Regions from separate parts of the Mus musculus genome. Here region 2 is linked to region 1. A link is a contact called in public HiChIP or PLAC-seq data. All regions are on one chromosome and are shown on one strand. Each heading gives the region's core, a stretch centred on a gene start, on an enhancer-like site or on the middle of the called end of the contact. The rest is flanking DNA. Distances are from core to core; before and after follow the strand shown.

Region 1 (6,389 bases), core at 1,836-4,335:
ATCTTGATATCATCATTTTAAAGTATTCTGAGGGAAAAATGAGGGTATAAAGTGGTTTCACATTAAGCACAAATATTTTTGTAAGGATGATTGGTATCTATCTATCTATCTATCTATCTATCTATCTATCTATCTATCTATCTATGAGTGGCATTAATTTATATGCATTTGCCCAGATCAATTCTCTCCTTCCCACATTGCTTCCTATGGCATCGCTGGGAATGGAATTTTAGACCTGCTGGGGCAAGGACAAATGATACCCATGGGTTGGGTGGGGCTCAGAAGAAAAGGCAGTTTAAGGTAAATTCTTTTGTATTTATAAATAAAAATTAATACAAGGTAGGAATAGGATAAAGAAGTAGTTAATAGGGGAAGGGGTAAAATAATGTTTAGAGGCAGATATTTTTACTGTAGGCCTTTGGGAAGAAGGAATTAAATAGCTCACAGAACAACTGATAAAGGATGAATAATCTTTAAGGAATGTCAGGAAGACAACAAACACTATGTACTGTAGGGAGAGTGAGATTAAGAGTCCAGTCTATCCGGTGAGTCAGGTTTATCAGTCACTGTTATTCCAGGTGAAAACACAGTGGCTTTTCCTATATGTATACGGAGCATTTAGTACTACAGAGGACCACACGTTGACAGCATCTTAGAGTATCAGTATTTAAGTTTTTAGAGCACAAAGCCCTTCACGTGCAATCACAGCTCTCCATGTCTCTGGATCCCTTACCTTCCTAGAACAGCCCACACTGTAGCTCTAGCTTCTCACTCCCAGAGAGAATTCAGCCAGGGCTGTTCAACTGTAGACTCAGTATATGGTGCTGCCGTGGTTCTGTACTGTGATGACCTTGTAGATACTTACACATGCTTTTGCATGGGATTTTCCCAATCACCTCTCCATAGCATTGATGACTTTTTAAATGGTATCTACCAGGATCTACATCAAATCACACATTTAAAAAGGCCAAGATTAGCTCTGCTTCCTTGCAAGATTTGTTGCCATGCAATATCTGCTCTCCACCCATGCTCTCTCTTTGTGGTTTTATGACTTTTCTTGGAAGGCTGCAAGGATGTCTATAAAACAGGATCCATGGTAGTTGAGACATGTATTGGTTACTCAGTAAGTATAATGAAGAAATGATCCCCATGTGTGTTAAGTGCTGGACCACATCCATATAGTTGGCCAACTTTGATTAAAGGGTGGAAAATATTTTCTTTGGGGAAACTGAGAAAAAATAAAAACTGATGCAAACAAAGTTAGACATAGAAGTTGGGATGTTTAATTTTGATTGTCATTGTCACTAGATTAAGAAACTTTAAGTGTCATTGTCACTAGGTTAAGAAGCTTCAAGGGACGCCAGGTAGTAATGACACATGCCTTTAATCCCAGCACTCAGGAGGCAGAGGCAGGTAAATCTTTGAGTTTGAGGTCTACAGAATGAGTTCCAGGACAGCTAGAACTACACAGAGAAACCCTGTCTCAAAACTTGCTCCCACTGGCCCCAAAAGAAAAAAAAAACTTTTAGGGGATTAGTGAAGCACACCTCTGAGTATGTTTATAGGCATTTCCTGAAGGATGATTGGATAGTGAGGGCCCTGATGAACTAATGTCTTGATGGCATGATTGAGAAGTGGTGGAATGTAGGTCCTGGGGCTCAGAGAAAGTGGGTCACCAGGGGCTGTGTCTTTGGGTCATATCTCGCTTTGGCTTCTTCTGTCGTATCTTTCTCTGCTTCAGGCCGGCCATAATATGAACTTTTTTTGTTATGCCAAGTCTTTCTTCCTACTTTGGACTGACATCACTGAAACTGTGATCCAAAACAAATTCTTTCTCTAGTATTTGGTTACTGGAAATAAGAAAAGTCAATAACATAGTATTTGGCACCGTTAAAGTTTTAGAGCATGCATGAACCCTCACTCAGCCCTTCCTGTTGTTGCACTTTGTCCTTTCATGAATCCATGAACATGCAAAGACCAGTGACAACATTAAAGGTCAGAAAGATTATTGGTATGTTGCTGATCAGGAATCCACGATAGTCTTTCTCTAAATTATATGAAGAACACTCCATGTTATAGTAGATTTTTAATTCAAAATAGACAACCTGAAAACAGTAAGTTAAAAAGATAATAAAGTCCAGTAAGCTCTCTCAGAATTCACAAATGAAAAACACCAATAGTCACAGATCATAACCACAACTGCAGCATACGTACATTACAATAATTACATGCAATATTTTAAAAGCCATCTAGAAAGCTTACAGGACTCCATAAACCACCACTGTCTGGAAGAGCAGGTGGGGGGGCTCCTCTGCTGCACATCACCAATGGGGTGATATAATGACCGATCTGTATTCCCAGTCTGATATCTTAAGTTATTTTGCATTGTGTGGAACAAAGAGGGTTGGAATCCATGAAACAATGACACAAAGATGATTCTTCAGCAATCCTCAGTACCATTCATCTGTACAACTGGATCAGGAAAGACCCATTTCTCCAACTCTGCCGTACCCACCTCCATCTCTTCTAAACATAATTTCCGAGTTACTGGTCTACCCCTTTGCTATGTGCCTGAAACCTACACTCTGTTACAAGTAGTATTCACTTACAGAGACGGGAATTCCATGCCTGGGTCGCCTGGTACCTTCCGTTAGTTTACAGAGTCCAGGCAAGGGGATGTTTTGAGAATGATTTCCCAGTGTTTGTTCTAAAGACACTAGAGGCTTGCTATTTGTCCTTGCAAAGAGAAGTGCCTCTGCATTGTATCAGAAAGTCTATACCAGAAGGTCTTTCTGTTTCTACAAAGACTTTTTATAAAATAAATAACACTTGGTTATGAGCTGTGCACCAGACCTAAGTCTAGGGATTTTTTTTTTTTTTTTTGGTAAGTGAAAACATTTGGTTTTTCTATGAATTATGATTTAAAAATAAACAGCTGTCAGGACAAACCTAAAAAGTCATAAATCAAAATTATAATCTCATAAACAGTAGCATTCACAGCATAAGTAAAAGTAAATGTGGAAAATTGTGCCGTGTCCTTAGGGAGCCTCCTACTTCTAAGTTCTCACTGCTGTAAGCGCCTACTGGGTCGTTAGCATTTGCCTGCAAAGTCCAGGGAGAGCAGCACTGTAACTTCTGATTAATCAAACAAGCATTCCCCAACAGAAATTTCCTAAAGTGAAAAAAAAAAAACCCAAGTAGTTTTATATTTCAGTTTTCCACCATTTGATAATGATGCTACTGGGAAAATAAGGTATGCATGGCATACTAAAAGATTTAATTTATATGAAGGGGGGAAAAACTGAGAGTAACTGTTACCAACTGAACTGCAATAAATAGCCCATCTGGAGTGCTGTTCGCTTCCTTGACAGGAGTCTTTCCCAGCACCTGTATCACCCCGAAGAGCCACAGACATTAACATAGGACCACAGAGCTGGATAGGCATCCAAAGTCAGCAGGAAACCACTGTCTGGATTCCAGGCCTAATGTTTTCACACATTTTTGTGGTTCATTGTCAACATTCAATCTGTTTGGCATTCCTAAGTTCAGACCTATCAACACCTAGAAATAGAGAGCTCGTGAGTTTTATTGTCTTCATATCAACGTGTCTTCTTTTATTTCCCAAATGAAGCCACATCAGCTTTCCACACCAAGGGTGAACGTTAAGAGTCTCATTTCCTTCCTATTAGGGAATGGTCTATTATGAAAAAAATAATCTTCAAGAAATTAGTGTCTCTGTCTCTGTCTCTCTCTCTCTCATGATAACAGATCTTCATAGTTTCAGGGTTTAATGCTAAGACTTGGATGGAGTTGTCACTAGCCACCAGTCGCTCTGTCTTTTTTTCATTCCTTTGTTTAGTCGACTGTACAGTGCACTCCAAGTGGGAAGCTGATTTTTTTAAATGTTTAGTACTTGCTTCAGAATCCCAGGCCACCTGATGTATTTATTCTCTATCCACAAACCTCGGCTTCTTCTCCAAGACCTAATGCACATCTGATATTCAAAGAAAATGCATCGGGGCATCCTGGCTGATGCTGTCCATGGCATGCTTTTTATAGAAGTGTGTGTTAGATGGAGGGGTCTTCTCTATTATTTTTTCTGGCTGCGTCTCTATTTTCTCAGTGTGTGTCCCCAAACAGGAACTAGTTAAGTGTTGAAAGTGGGCCACTAGTACATATGTCTTTGGGTTGTAGAACAAAATGTTTGGAAATATGTACTTGAAAGACTTGAAGCTGATCAATGCTGCTCCTGGATGAGCTCAACTTACTGGGAAGGTTTATCATGTGGTTCCAGACCTGTGAACATGTGTGTAGAATATTGTGCCTTCTTTGTCCATGACTCTGGGCTGTTCAGCCTCATATGGGTGGTAATGAGGCAAATGACTTTTGAGGGAAGTGAACATCTTTGTCAAGTACCTACCTGTAAAAGTCCTAATAGCATGGCTTTGTTTGGGATCCCACTTTCTTTCTAGAAGGTTCCCAGTGAGAAATGTCTCCCATGTTGAGTTATGAGAGTACTTTTCTCTTGGATCTGAGCCTTGAAGGCCCTTCAGCAGCAACCTGTAGTCATTAACTCCAATATTCACAAGAATGTCTTTTTACTATTTTCTCTATCTTTCTGATTTTCTACAGGATTCTAAAACATTTTCTTCATTCTACGCAGAGGTACCCTCCTGTCAGCTTGTGTCCTAGAGCTGGTTCCATTTCCATCCAGTCTAAAGGAGAAAATGGAGGTCAGCTGCCTCACCAAGTGCTGTTGACTCATTTGAATGACATCATGGACAGCTAAAACAAACAGACAAACAACAAACAAACCGAAACCCACCACCACTACCAAAAACAAACAAGCAAACAAATGAAAACCAGGCTCAGAGTATGCTTGGCGTTACCTCAGCATTTCCTACTGGACCTCTCCTCACACCCACAGGCCCTGAGGCCATCAGTCACTACTTTAGTCATTTCTCAATTGCTGGGAAGAGGTACCATGACCAAAGTAATTCATAAAAAATGTTTATTCAGGCTTATAATTTCATAAGATTAGGATTCATAATCATCATTTCAAGAAACACCGTAGTGGACAGAGAAGCATGGTGCTGGAGCAGTAGGTAAGAACATATTTCTGATCCACAAGCAGGAGCCAGGAGGCAGAGAGGGACGAGCTGGGAATGATGTGGGCTTTTAAAATCTCAAATCCAACTCCAGTGACCCACCCTCTCTAACAAGGCCACACCTCCTAATCCTTCCCAAACAAGTCTACCAACTGGGAAGAAACCCTTCACATATATGAGCCTATGGGAGCCATTGTCATTGAAACCACCACAAACACGCTTCTTACAGGGTCTGTCTCAATGAATGGTGTTTTATACACCATCTTGAACTTTGTAAATATTTAAATTTCTGCAGCATTTGAAGTGCACAAATATAACTTATCATTCCTTATGAGTTTTATGTCTGCAAATAGAAGGTTTGAAGTGAAAGAGAATGCATAACAGAGTTCTTCCTGAAGCACTAGGAAGGACGGCACATAAAGCAGAAACATGGACGTTAGTCTGAGAGGCTGTCCTCATCAGTGTTCAAGAGTCATGTGTAAAGGTAACATGTAACAGTAATTTTTATTTATTGAACTTTTTCTACATTCAAGGCACTGTTTGGTTAAGTGCTTAACGTAGACTTCTCTGTTTGGTAAAAAGGGACAATGAATAAGTGAAGGTAAAAATTTGTGTTGAAAATGTTGTTTAGTAATCTCAGCATGTTTTAATATCAGTGTTCAATTCTTATTTGTGGTAATTCATTTTTATGACATAATTATCTCTTACATTGTAACAAACTAGAACCTTTGCTGGACCTCATAGCCAGAGTGTCAGCGTATCTGAGTCTGTGTTTCTGTCTTTAACAAATGGCTTTATGTTCTTGTTGTCCATGTGTCAGCTGGGGGAGAAATATAATACTTTACAGAAATTCATCTTGAAGTCACTAAGAGTGCTGACCTACTGTGTACTCAGCCTAATTTGTTTTTAAGAGAACAACAATGCAGTGATCAATCTTACTTGCCGTGGGTTTCCCAGGTAATCAACTTTAACCACCTAAGCTAAGGCATGACTATAATTTTAAATTATGTATTATTCTAAGCTGTGACCCTAATGCACATATATTTGCAAAAGTGCAACCATAATCATTTGTTGGAAACAGAAAATAGGCTGGAAATGGCTTTATGCAATGAAAAGCCACTATGAATGTTGAAAGCAGTATTTGGATATTATTTAATAGTTTGATTGTTATCTAGGTAAGTTGGAGTCAGCCACTTAATATCTTGAAAATTCTGTTAAAGATTTCCCTAACATGTCTCCCAGTCCTTTCCCTTCCTCCCATGCTGGTCAATAAAAGAGAGA
Region 2 (6,389 bases), core at 2,768-5,267, 790 kb after region 1:
AATTAACAATATGTATGGAAAGAAGAGTTAAACTCTGAGAGGATGTATCTCTAAGTCACACCATAAATTGCAAGAAGAATTTTGTTTTCTTGCTCCAACAATAATTACACAGAGGTAAAAATCAGTGCCTGCTCACCCGTGGAAAGGCAGTAGAAGTAGATCACCACCAGAGAACCTTGTGCAGAGGCGGGAGTCTGAGTCATCCTTTGAGCAATGGGTTCTAAGACACTGTACTTTAAAACAGTTTTTTTTTTTAAAGATGTCTTTATTCATGCATTTATTTTTTTAAAATTTTTATTAGGTATTTTCCTCATTTACATTTCCAATGCTATCCCAAAAGTCCCCCATAACCACCCCCCCCACTCCCCTACCCACCCATTCCCACTTTTTGGCCCTGGCGTTCCCCTGTACTGGGGCATATAAAGTTTGCAAGTCCAATGGGCCTCTCTTTCCAGTGATGGCCAACTAGGCCATCTTTTGATACATATGCAGCTAGAGTCAAGAGCTCCTGGGTACTGGTTAGTTCATAATGTTGTTCCACCTATAGGGTTGCAGATCCCTTTAGCTCCTGGGGTACTTTCTCTAGCTCCTCCATTGGGGGCCCTGTGATCCATCCAATAGCTGACTGTGAGCATCCACTTCTGTGTTTGCTAGGCCCCGGCACAGTCTCACAAGAGACAGCTATATCTGGGTCCTTTCAGCAAAATCTTGCTAGTGTATGCAATGGTGTCAGCGTTTGAAAGCTGATTATGGGATGGATCCCCGGATAAGGCAATCTCTAGATGGTCCATCCTTTTGTCTCAGCTCCAAACTTGGTCTGTGTAACTCCTTCCATGGGTGTTTTGTTCCCAATTCTAAGAAGGAGCAAAGTGTCCAAAGATGTTCAATTGATCATCAAGATATCGAGTGAACAGGGTAGAGAATAGAGCAAAACTAGTTCATGTCCTGATCATCAGGAACATGACCAGAGTGTGTGAGCACACCCAATACAAGATAGGCAGATGAGGGGAGTAAACAGCCCAAGGCTCTATCAGTCATTCTCAAAGGTGGTGGTTTGAATACGCTTGGCCCATAGGGAGTGGCACTGTTGGGAGGTGTGGCCTGGTTGGATGAAGTGTGTCTCTGTGGGAGTAGGCTTCAAGACTCTCCTCTTAGCTGCTTAGAAGACAGTCTTCTGCTGTTTGCCTTAGGAACACGATGTAGAACTCTCAGCTCCTTCTTCAGCACTGTATCTGCCTGGACACTGCCATGCTTTCTGCCTTGATGATTATGGGCTAGACCTGTAAACCAGCCCCAATAAAATGTTGTCCTTTATAAGAGTTGCCTTTCTTATAGTGTCTGTTCACAGCGATGGAAAGCGTAACTGTGACAGCACATAAGTAACTGCTCAGATTGGGGCAGTGAGAGTATAATGCAGCACTAATTCTAAAGGCAGGACAATAAAACTGGGTTTGGGACATGGATCAGTGATTAAGTGAGAGGACTGGAGTTCAGATGCCCAGAACCTCCATAAATGCAAGGTGGGCATGGATGCCCAACTGTCATCTCAACAGAAATAGTAGATCCCCAAAGCAAACTGGCTAGCAAGGGGTAGCCATGTCAGTGAGTTCTGGGTTTGACTGAGAGATCCTATCTCAAGGAAAACAAAGAAGGCAGAACAAAGAAGGATGGCTCCCAGGATCAACCTGGGGCCTCTACATACACACATGAGTATGCTTACACTCATGTAAAAGCATGTAAGTACTGACCTTGTCTGAGGAGCCTAACCCACCCACATCCTCTACCTGGAAGGGCGAGTAGACCTTGGCAAACCCATAAGTTCAACACCCCCCACACACAAGAATCTGTCCAACAAGTAGCTGGGATGAAGCCTCTCTATGCAAATGAGGCATTCCCAGTTCTTCAAATTCCAGCCAATTGTTTCATTCACCCTGAAATTTTTTCCTACTCTCTAAAGTTAATATATATGTATATATGTATGTATATATATATATATATATATAGCCCTTTGTCATCCCAATGAAGTAAAGCACGAGCTAAGATCATCTAAGAGCTGTTTCATTGAAGATCATCGGAGAAGACCTTAGCCTAAAAGAGCTGGAACAGTAAGATTCTTGGAGGAGGCCTTCAATCTCACCACCCCCACCTCCACTCACTCCCAGCCTGACCTGGCTCCTGCAGACCCCACTCATTCCAGACTCCTTTTATCCTCCCAGCCCGGTGTGCAGTGGCATCAGGAAACCCTGAGAAAGAGGAAGCTGAGGACACAGAGCCACAGCTGGACCCCGACATGCCATCAACTGAAGATGTGTTTCCACTGCCCCTCCAGGTAATATGGTATGTTGAAACTGCATTGGAACCCCCTCTTTCAAGTAGAGAAGGATAGCTCATAAGTCATACCTTGCTTTCCTCTGCTATCACTAACACTTTTAGTGACAAGACTCAGACTGGCACTGTGTAACCTTTCTCATTTCAGAAATTGCAACAAGAAAACTTGTTGGCTAAGCACAACTCCTGAATCAGTGGAAGACATCTTTTTCTGCAGTGTGCAAGTCCCACCTTTGGAGATTCCAGTCATCAGATTCCACCTATACATTATATGAATGGGGAACCGGGCCCCACCCCTACGGAGCTCCAGTGGCTAGACTCTGTCTCTGAGGAGCTCTAATGGCCATGCCCCAACCTCCAGACTTCCCTAATGTTCTCAGACTCAAGGCAGAAGAATGCCCCCACCCCACCATACAGAAAAAAAAAATCATCAATCCCTGAGCTTCCCCAAGATCAGGCCATATCATCCCTTCAATCCCAGGCCACCCTGGAAGCTTCACTCCTGCACTCCAAGAAACCCTTTATAAACCCTGCTCAGACTTCTGCTGCTTTTCACCCAAGTAGACAATCTTCAATTGTGTGCTGTGCAGTGTGATTGTGTGGTATTCCTTGGCTCTGGCAGGATATCTTTCCCTTCCGAGCTATAATAGTGACACGGGGGACACTCCCACACCCACACACCTGCACCACAGGAGTGGAGTTGTAACACTTCTATCCGGGAATCCTTTCCCGTGGGAGCAAACAATGACAAAACTCAACCTTGAACTGAATGACCCTTGACTGATTTTTTTTTTTTTTTTTTTTTTTGCTCTACAGTCCTGGCTGTGACCCTCAAACTGTAAATGTTTAACTCGCCCACCTTACAATGACTCTTCATAAAGAGTAAAGAATAAACCCAAGTATTTCCTGAGCTAAAGTACTTTGCTTCTCCTGAAGACTTTCTTTACAGCTACCATTGCCCAAACACAACCTTAGCAAGTACCACTGCTTATTCTCCTTCCGGGCACATGCAGTGGGTGGGGGCAGGGCACAGGCAGAGCAATGGTGTATGTAGCAAAACTTCTGTCAGCTGCAGTGTCCATGGAAGATGATGGCATTGGTTCAGAAATACACCTTGGCAGCTTCGCAGGCTCTACCTTAATACAGCTTTCCAGAGAATGCACAGAGCACCCTCATTTGGAGATGAGACAGCAGTTCTTTGCCTTTTCTGACACAAGTCTATCAAGGCCTCCCCAAGTCCCTGTCAAAGCAGGGGGGAGGAAGATCCTCAGAGGAGGCACAGACAGCTCAAGTTACAGCACAGTGAATGTTCTTTGTGACCTTGAAAAAGTGGCATTTGTTTAGACGGACTACTGTGGTAATTTCTATATATTGATCTTCCAGGCACCAAAATCCACATGAAATGATTACCTATAAAACAGTCCTATAAAAAGTTCTCATCCAACGTAGCCTGATGTTTCCTCCTTTAATATTATAACTGATCACATACGCTAACTCAAACTGAGGATATGGGGATTTCATAATTTCCTTCCTTCATTTAGGAAAAGATATATATATATACAAGAGAACTTCACATGTAAGAGAGCTGTGATTGCAGAGGAATTTTCAGTGGGTGGAACAGGAATGATCAGCTCTATAGTTATTTGCCCTCCCTCCCTCCCTCGCTCCCTCCCTCTGTCTCTTTCACCTCCCCTCTACTCTCATCTCTCTGAGTCACAATACAGAAACAGGCCTTTAAGTAAAGAGGGACAGAGACATTCATCGAATTCTCACATCTACTGTTTGTCTTCATCTGAGTCACTGCCATCAAATGGCCTTCCCCAGAGAAACAATTTTCTAATTGTCCAATCAGTGGAGCCAGGTTTTCAAGTACAGGCAATGGAAGATGTCTCTGGTCCTAACCACTAAGATGATGCCTTGGCTGTATTCTCACTTACAATGACTACCAGAATCTTCCTCATTAATTAACATTCAGCCCAATTAAATGCCACAGCTCTGCTCCCAAAGCCACAACTAAAACTTGTTAAGATGGGAATGCTGATGACATTACACAGGCTTGGTAATTGTTATAGTTGTTACTGTTATGGAACAAACCATCCATTTGCATCAGTTAGGGGCTATGAATAGCACTTAGTCGTAGAATATTTGCCTTGAATGCATAAGGCCCTGTATTCAATATCCAGTTCCTCAAAATAAGTAAGTAATATAAAAAATGTAGCAGTCTGAAACATATATATATATATATAAATTAACAGCCTCTTGCAGTGTTTCTGACCAGATAGCAGATCTGAAGAAAATACATGGATGGGCTTTTCAGACAGTGCTCCTCTAGACAAAGAAGACTCTGTGGTCATTTTTATGAACTGGCCTTAGAACCAGTAAAGCACTGTTTCTATCATACCAGGAGAATTGGTATTGGTTAAGAGAGTCACAGCCTCTCCACCCAGAGATTCCAGGAAAGAGGCACAGAGTGTGTTGCTTGATAGAGGATGATAGGCTGCATCACAGATGAGCAGGTGAACTGAGAGATGCACAGCAGTAAGCTTCATCCGAAGCTACTCTCTGCCTTTTGGAAATCCGTATGGTCTAACCAAGCTAGCCTTCATTTTCAACCTTGGGCTCCCTCTAAGTGCTCTATGCTAGAAGGCTTGCCCCTCTAATGATCTCACTGTGGCAGCTTTCCTGGCAAAAAACATGAGCATGTTACCCAGTGAAGGTCAAGGGGGAACTCAGAAAGCATGCTCCATGTTGTTTCTCTACCTCCCTACAACCCTGCTGGCTGTGGCTGAATTGCTCTGTAAGTACAGTTGGCCCCCTTCTCCACAACTCCAGCCTGCAACAGTTTTTATGCCTCCTCCCTTTACAGCAGAGCAATGCAAATGGATTTCTGTTACTATTAGACTTAGTGCTTCCCTGGACCTTGTTTGACCTTGTTTGTACCTTAATATAGATAATAAATCCTATAAGTAGTCCCTACATGAATATATCATTTAAATAATGAAAGAAAATTCTGATTTTTATCAGGGTAATTACTGTTAGAGCATCTAACACAAAACAGAGATTGGGAAAAAAAAACATGAAGTATATAGATTTCCAAACTTTTTATATATAAATATATATGTATATATTTGTATAATTATAAATACATAATAAAGAGAATAGAGACTATATGGTATATGATACATAATATAATATATAATTACTATATAATAAATATGTGATACATGATACATATATAATTAATGTTTATTATATGATATATAATATATACATAGTATAATGGATTATATTATAGCTATAAACATTACATATTTATATAGATCGATATATACCTGATAGACTAGTTGGCTAATATAGTATGTCGCTCTGTCATTGCTGTGGTTTTCATATGGTCTTAGGAGCTTTGTGTCAGTGTGTGGTTACTGGAGGTGGTGGAACCCGAAGAAGGTTAGATTTGCTGAGGGATGCTTAGGCTTAAATGAGTACTCATGGGATACAGACTTGGCTCATTCAAGAGAGTCTTTTATATAAAACCATACTGAGGCCTCTCCTGGTCCCTCTGGCTTCCTTTTCGGAAACGTGATAGTTCCCTTGTTCCCTGTACTCCACCCAGATGAAGTACAGGAGGCCTTCTCCCCAGCTGAGCTGATAATCATATCCCTGAGCCACTAGCACCCTGTGATAAGTAAAGTCCTTTTATTCATAAAGTGATTTAGTCTTAGGTATTCCATTAGAGTAATAAAAAGGTTGAGTGTCTCAATAATGATACTGTATTTTCTCTCAAAAATAACCTTTTATACAAGAATGTGGTATTCTTTCAAACCCCTCCAAAATAAACATATCTATTATTAAACTTCTATTTAACCATAAAATAATCTAAAAGTTTCCATATTCACAGAAGATATATTGGCTTCTATAGATCAGCTCTTTCTTTCCAAAGTTTATAAACAAAATACAAAGTGACCCATTCTGTGGCCTTGATAGAGATTGTAACTAGATCTGCCCCTGGTCCTCATAGTTCAAAACTTCTTTATGGTCCATTTTTAAGAGCTTTTTTGGTT

What was found. HiChIP or PLAC-seq counts read pairs in DNA pulled down with a chosen protein or histone mark.
Region 2: a FOXA1 HiChIP or PLAC-seq map of pancreatic cancer cells shows a contact between it and region 1. The contact joins two enhancer-like sites. A contact is called at or near these places in 2 of 39 promoter capture datasets (hippocampal neurons and liver) and 1 of 115 datasets of contacts at active chromatin or transcription factors (pancreatic cancer cells).

What each region holds. Positions count from the first base shown.
Region 1 is chr3:117,070,171-117,076,559 of GRCm38.p6, forward strand. The region is part of intron 2 of 1700061I17Rik (RIKEN cDNA 1700061I17 gene); the gene reads right to left. It also overlaps the pseudogene Gm17896. Among named protein-coding and RNA genes, the nearest start is that of 1700061I17Rik, 4.4 kb to the right of the region's middle. Within about 2 kb of position 3,086, at least 22 of the 459 cell types and tissues checked have an H3K27ac peak or open chromatin away from gene starts, as enhancers often do. A contact at or near this core is called in pancreatic cancer cells, where this site is marked.
Region 2 is chr3:117,859,019-117,865,407 of GRCm38.p6, forward strand. All of the region lies in intron 1 of Snx7 (sorting nexin 7), which reads right to left. It overlaps Gm52614 (a long non-coding RNA gene), which reads left to right. Exons shown (of 3, transcript XR_003954545.1): 2 at 2,217-2,329; 3 at 2,477-3,129. Among named protein-coding and RNA genes, the nearest start is that of Gm52614, 6.4 kb to the left of the region's middle. Within about 2 kb of position 4,018, at least 18 of the 459 cell types and tissues checked have an H3K27ac peak or open chromatin away from gene starts, as enhancers often do. A contact at or near this core is called in pancreatic cancer cells, where this site is marked.